Linked DNA regions of Sus scrofa: region 1 is linked to region 2. The links are chromatin contacts, called in public promoter capture Hi-C maps. All regions are on one chromosome and are shown on one strand. The core of a region is the stretch at or near the end of the contact, and the rest is flanking DNA. Distances in the headings are between cores, read along the strand shown.

Region 1 (3,198 bases), core at 296-2,795, 220 kb before region 2:
ATATTTGCAATGTGCAACAACTGGGGTGGACATTATGCTGAGTGAAAGCAGCCAGACAGAAAAAGATAGGTACTACATAATTCTATATATAAGGTATCTAATATAGCCAAATTCACAGAATCCAAGACTGGAATGGTGGCTCCAGACCATGGGCTGGAGGGAAGGGACATAAAGTATCAATTACATAAGATGAATAAGCTCTAGGGATCTGCTATATAGCACTGCCCCTATAAGTAAGAAAACACTGTATACTTAAAATTTGTTAAGTGATCTCACCAGAATAAAATTATTTAAAAAGAAAAAAAAAAAAAAGACTAGAGGCAAAGAAGAGAGCGATATGGGGGCATCTGGCATCCTTCTGTAGGTTTGCTTCAGTTGTCTGTATTTCAACCGAAGGCCATATCTTCCCAGGATGAGCAGCTCCATGAGGATTTTCTCTTATTTCCAGTTTACAAAAAATATAAATCCAAGAAACACAAAGAAAATATTTTAAAGGCAGATATAAGTCATAATGCAAAAGAAGGAACGTCACTAACCAGATGATTTTTTTTTTTATGTTAAATGGCGATAAAGTACTTTCTTGCCCAACTGGCACTGGTGACCACATACACAAAATATTAGCTTGCAGATTATACTTTTCTGATCACAAAGAAATCCTTAAGCAATTAAGCTACAATTAAATAGAAACAGATAGCAAGACCAAAAAGGATTGAACATCAACATATATAAGCGATCTCTAAAAGAATTTTTTTGGCAGTTTAAGTCAATGGCAATATGAATACATTTTTATAAGGCAATAGAGGCCAAGCAGCAAACATTTCAGTACTATCACTTCAAGATCATGCAACAATTATTTCCATTTGATATTATTTTTATTTTCCACATCAGACCCTATGTTCAGAGAATAACATCCAAATTACCACAAGGCATCTATCATTCCACTTTGAGGAATTTAAAAGCCACAATAGGGACTAATTATCACAGAGGATTAAAGGCCTCAAGCAAGATGATCTAAGTAATGATGTGTCACAAAGGAATTCAGCTTTTACGTATTTTACTGCTTAAGAAGTAGGTTTATTAACATTTTAATTTTACAAAAACCCCTGCCATTATAAATCACATATAATTAATGTTTATCTATAGAAAACAAAAGAACATTGAAAGAAAACCCACAGATCAATTACCAAAGTCAATCAAATATTTAACAAGTGCCATGAGTTTCCATAAAGCTCCCTAGAAAGCAGCTGATGACACTAATTCACTTGGGATTACTCTGGATTTACAACGCCAAGTTTAACTGGCAGTACATATCAAGCTAGAAGAATCTCACATTAATCTTGTTTACACACCATCCACAACAACAACAAAAAAAAGCACTGAGAAAATACAAGAAAGCAAATCCCCTGGGGAGGTCAGGACACAGAACTAATCCAGGATGAGCAGGCTGGCAGGCTGACATGCAAAAAGGACAGGGGTTGAGGGGGTTAAAACACTTTTGACAAAGCAGCAAAGGGGCGGGGCAAGTTGATAGAGAAACCAAGTGAAACAGAAAGTGAGTGGTGGTGGGAAGAATGGGGTGGGAGAGGGTGGAGGTGGAGTTTTGGACCACTGCAGACACAGATCAGTTCGAAGCAACGATGAGCATGGCCAGACGACAGAAAGAGACACACAAATGAACTGCAGACAAAGGAGATCTGACACTGGGGAGAGCAGAACATAAAGCAGGATGTGGCTGTGTCTGCCACCCCACCCAATGCCACCTCCTAGGATCTAGAGGGTACGGATGGTTGCTCTCAGGAATCCCACGCTGTTTTCCCCAAATTACCTGTAGAAAGTATGATGTTCCACGCACACTTTCCATAATCTTTTCGCTGCCCGATGGTTGGGCAGTTTAAATCCAATAGTGCTCTCAAACTGTTCCAGCTGGAAAAAAAGCCGTATAACAAATCAGCACATTTCCTTAAGAATTGATTAGAAGCTACCGAAAAACACAGAATCAGAGATTTTACTAAGAAGTGACTGTTCTTGAAAACGGTCATTATGAGTATAGCTAACACGATGACACAAAATGGACTTTTCGCAGACTGCAATACTAGCGTCTCTGAAAAGCAAGGATGGACTACTGACATAAACCAGCTACCCTTCAAGGTCCACTGAAACTCATTCTACCACCTCCCTATTGATCTCCACCATTAGCTGGTTCAAAAGGAAAAGAAAAACAAGCCCCCACGATGAAGCAGGCACTTACCAATTCTTCTTTTCTGTGAAATTGTGACTGTGGCTTGTTTTTAATGAACAACTATATATGTGTGTGTGTGTGTATTATATATAAATATACACATATATACACGTACATATACATACATATACATATGCAAGTTTATCATCAAAAACCCTGAATTTTTTTTTTTTAACCCTGAAAGAATAAATAGTTCATTTTCTTAAAATTCAATGAAAGGCACTCCGGTAGCTCAGGGCCATAAAGGGGAGCACTGACAAAACCTTACGAGATGTGCGAGCACCTTGCTTACCTCCGCTGGCCTAACTTTAATGTAGAAGTTACTGCGCTTATAGGAGATTTTCAAGATTTTCGGCCAAGCAAAACGATTGATTCTCAGTCTGTCTTTGTAGATGAGGAGCCCGTTAGCACACACGCCCAGCTTGATGTCCACGCCTTCCGAGTCCTGTCAAGCATAAGCCATTTGACCGCAGTTAGAGCTGCGAAAGTTATACAGAAGAGGAAGCCAGCTGTCCCCCTCAAATCATAGTCAGGAGGGCCATTTCACAGGTCTGTATTTAAATTTCAATAGTCTCAAATTTAGATATTCATCTGAAATCTGAATGACATATATTAAATCCAGACATTCGTCTTGAGGGGTTGGATTTGAGGTGCAGCAACCTGACTGCAAGACACAATAGTCTTCAAAAAGCTTAATGCAATACGCTCTCATTGGGCTGTAAGAGGTAAAAGGGAGGAAAGGAAACAGACTTTGAGACGTCCTGAAGATATGGGAGATAAAAACGTGTTTTCCGAGGGCTATTCCAGCCTCTGGGGACCGTCTGGGTGCCCACCCCAAGGTGCGGTCAGCCATTTGGCTGTAGGCAAATTTACCGCACATGGCTCATGCCAGCTCACGGCTGTTAAATAATGCCTATGTTCTGCAAAACACCAAGCCCTCACAGAAAATTTCTCTTCTA
Region 2 (3,148 bases), core at 317-2,816:
AATAATCTTTAATGCTAAAGTGGCATATTTTGATCCCCTTCAATGTTGACCGTGGATTTCCTTTTTGCAGCTTTTAGTTGACTAGTTATTGCAATGACTCCTGTTTCTTTCTCTGCTGTTAGGTGACCAGCTCCTTAAGAAAAAGACCCATCTTACTCACCTGCAAAACCCCAGGATGTAGTAGGCATTAGGGGAACCTGTTGTCCTTCTCCAATTAGCCAGCCCATAATTGCAATGAACCTGTCAACCAAACACTCAACTTGGTAGAATTATTTTACAACCAGATTAACGAGCTTTATGACTAGTTGTATAGGGTCTTTCTGCCAACTATTGGGGTTGTGCGCAAGTCCTTGCTTCCATGTTCAGTATAGGATGCATTCAAGATAAGGCAAGTGCTATCATTCCCAAGATAGTCTCTATTAATTTGTTGAAAGATGAATCTACTTTTCCTTGCTGATTGGCTTCTTTGCACTTAGAAAACTCCAGAAGAATTTGCTTTTAAGGGCCGCACCTGCAGCATATAGAAATTCCCAAGCCAGGGGTCTAATCAGAGCTGCAGCTGCAGGCCTACGCCACAGTCACAGCAGCCTGGGATCTGAGCTGCATCTGTGACCTACACCACAACTCACTGCAACACCAGATTCTTAACCCACTGAGCGAGGCCATGGGTAGAACCTGAATCCTCATGGATACTAGTGGGGTTCTTAACCTGCTGAGCCACAAGGGGAACTCTTCCAGTAGAATTCTGATCCAAGATCAAAAGGTTTTGTTTTTCTTTTTAAGGCAGCACCTGCAGTATATGGAACCTTCTGGGCCAGGGGGGTTGAAATGGAGTTGCAGCTGCAGGCATACTCTAGAGCAACACTGGATCCCAGCTGCATCTGAGATCTATGCCACAGCTTGCCTCCAACACCTGATCCTTAACCCATTGAGTGAGGCCAGGGATTGAACCCCCATTCCCACGGAAATTATGTCGTCTTCTTAACCTGCTAAGCCACAATGGAAATTCCCAAAGTTTCTTTTTTTTTTTTTTTAAGTAAAATTTTCCCCCTAGTTGTCAGTCCTTTAATATGCAACCACAAATAGCTGCTTTCCATTTAATTTCTAGGCATGAAACCAGGGTTAAAAATTTGAGACACTGCTACAACTTGGCTTTTTTTTTCCTTTTGGCCGCACCCCAGGCACATGGAGGTTTCTGCACCAGGGATCAAACCAGCGATCCAGATGTGACCTGCAACAAGGTCAGATCCTTAACCCCCTACGCCACAAGGGAACTTTGGCTTTTTTTTTTTTCCTTTAGTGCAAAGTAAAGATCTAATTATACAAACTGACAAGGTCTCATTCCTGCACATCTCGCTCTTTCCAAGTATTTTATAAGCAGAACGCTGTGTTTTGAAAGCTCTTTGCAAAACCAAACACATGGATTCTCAGGAGAACCCAGACCAGGGAGTTCCTTCTTTAAGGGCCCAATCTCACCCCCTCCGCACGGGAAGGAAAGGCCGGGCACTGGGAAGAACTGAGCGCAGCGGAAGACCTTAGAGGTCCCCGGCGGGGGCGGGGCAAGGAGGGGGCGGAGCGTCGCCGGGCAGAGAGGAGCCCTCTTCTCTCCCTCGCGCAGTAGTTGCGGCTTCCCCCGCCTCCCTCGCTCGCGGGAATCCGGGTACCGCGGCCACATCGGGTCGGCCCCTTCCACTCCCTCCGGGCGCGCGGCCTGGGCATGCAGCTCCTGCGGGGATTGAAGATCTGGGGGCTCGGCGCCTCCGCAGGCCTGGTCGCCGCGGCCCGAGCCCCCGCCGCCTGCCGCGGCCACCGCCCCCCGCTCCGCCCCAGCGCGCCGCCGCCCGGCCCCCAGCCCCGCCCCGCCTCCCGCCTCCGCCCCGCGCCCAGTCCCTGGCCGCAGCGCCCGGCCGCTGTCGCCGGCTGCAGAGGCCTGCCGCCCGCTAGCGCCGCCACCATGGAGCACCCCGGAGCCGGTGAGCCCGGGCGGCCGAGCGGGCCGGGTGGGGCGACTGGAGCCTGGAGGCGTGGGCCCCGCTCGGCCTCGGGGAGGGCTTGGTCTCTCCCCCAGACCTTGCAGCGCGACCCTGAGCCTGCCCTGCTCCGGGGCTCCTCTCCCGGCTCAGCGCGGGACTCAGTGTAGCCTCGAGAAAGCCGTGCACTGGGGGTGTGATCAGTGCCTGCAAGCAAGGCTTTCAGTTAGTGCACGCACTGCTGCTGCCACAGAGGCCGGGGGTGTTTCACCTTTGAAACACCCTAAGTTTCGCACCCTAAATTTCGCTTTCGTTTTCCTTTCTGAGTTTGTGACCTTTCGGAAAGTTCATGCCAACGCACACCCACCGACAGTGTTTGTGTGGCCAGCAAAACCTAGAAAAACTCCACTTTTATACTTTATCAAAATTAAAGACCTGAACCACCACTTTTAGGATTTCCTGCTAGGATTTTATTCTAAGACCCCTTTAAACTGGCGCCAAATCTGCGGTAGGGCCGGGAATTAATTTCTAGTTTAAGTCAGCATTTCCTGTGAACTGAACTTTGTGGGTAGAGCGAGGGTTAGAGGCCGAACTTTTGGTGAAAGGGACCAACAAACCGGTTAGAGAAAAGGTGCTCTTCCGTGAGATTTTTGTAGTATAAACGCTTAAAAAGGTATAAAAGGCGTGAAAATGTTATACAATAGTTTACAAGAGTTAAGAGAATGGAAAAGCGAAGACCTTGTAGGTGGATGCTGAGAGCGGGAGTTTTGAGATGGATGCGGTTACCGAAGTGAACGCATAGGGGGTTGTCAAAGAGAAAGGTTTCACATCCCGGTGTCTTGAGTGCTTTTAGTGTATGGCCAACGTTCGAATCCTGATGATGTGCCTTTAAGATGTTTGTTTGTCTTCTTACATTTCATTTCGGATATTATTGGCTTATTTTGTGTATTTATAGTGATTTGGATTGTACTTTTGTTCTCTTTCTCGTTCATTTTTTAAACGATGTGGAAACCAAAACATGGAGGTCAGGTGACTTGTTGATTATCACCCAGCTCAATATTTCTCCAGATGTAAGATGTTTCTATTTTTAGTAGCTAGGCCAAGACCAGCATGAATGATGGGATTAACCCTTTCCACTGGCTCTTGGGAAGTCTCCCTGCTGTATACCTAGTCGAGTG

Evidence for each region. Promoter capture Hi-C pulls out the DNA fragments that hold promoters and counts their contacts.
Region 1: a contact with region 2 is called in a promoter capture Hi-C map of liver, with 6 times the contacts expected there. The contact joins the enhancer-like site here to the promoter of AKAP7 in region 2. A contact is called at or near these places in 4 of 5 promoter capture datasets (fetal skeletal muscle, liver and skeletal muscle), 24 of 47 Hi-C or Micro-C datasets (adipose tissue, alveolar macrophages, blood and 13 more) and 2 of 2 datasets of contacts at active chromatin or transcription factors (alveolar macrophages and skeletal muscle).

What each region holds. Positions count from the first base shown.
Region 1 is chr1:32,576,543-32,579,740 of Sscrofa11.1, reverse strand. It overlaps EPB41L2 (band 4.1-like protein 2), which reads right to left. Exons shown (of 18, transcript XM_021088293.1): 9 at 2,532-2,684; 10 at 1,826-1,923. Among named protein-coding and RNA genes, the nearest start is that of SMLR1, 130 kb to the left of the region's middle. Within about 2 kb of position 1,545, at least 19 of the 83 cell types and tissues checked have an H3K27ac peak or open chromatin away from gene starts, as enhancers often do. A contact at or near this core is called in adipose tissue, alveolar macrophages, liver and 3 more, where this site is marked.
Region 2 is chr1:32,360,571-32,363,718 of Sscrofa11.1, reverse strand. AKAP7 (A-kinase anchor protein 7) reads left to right here and starts at 1,566. Exons shown (of 9, transcript XR_002342908.1): 1 at 1,566-1,973.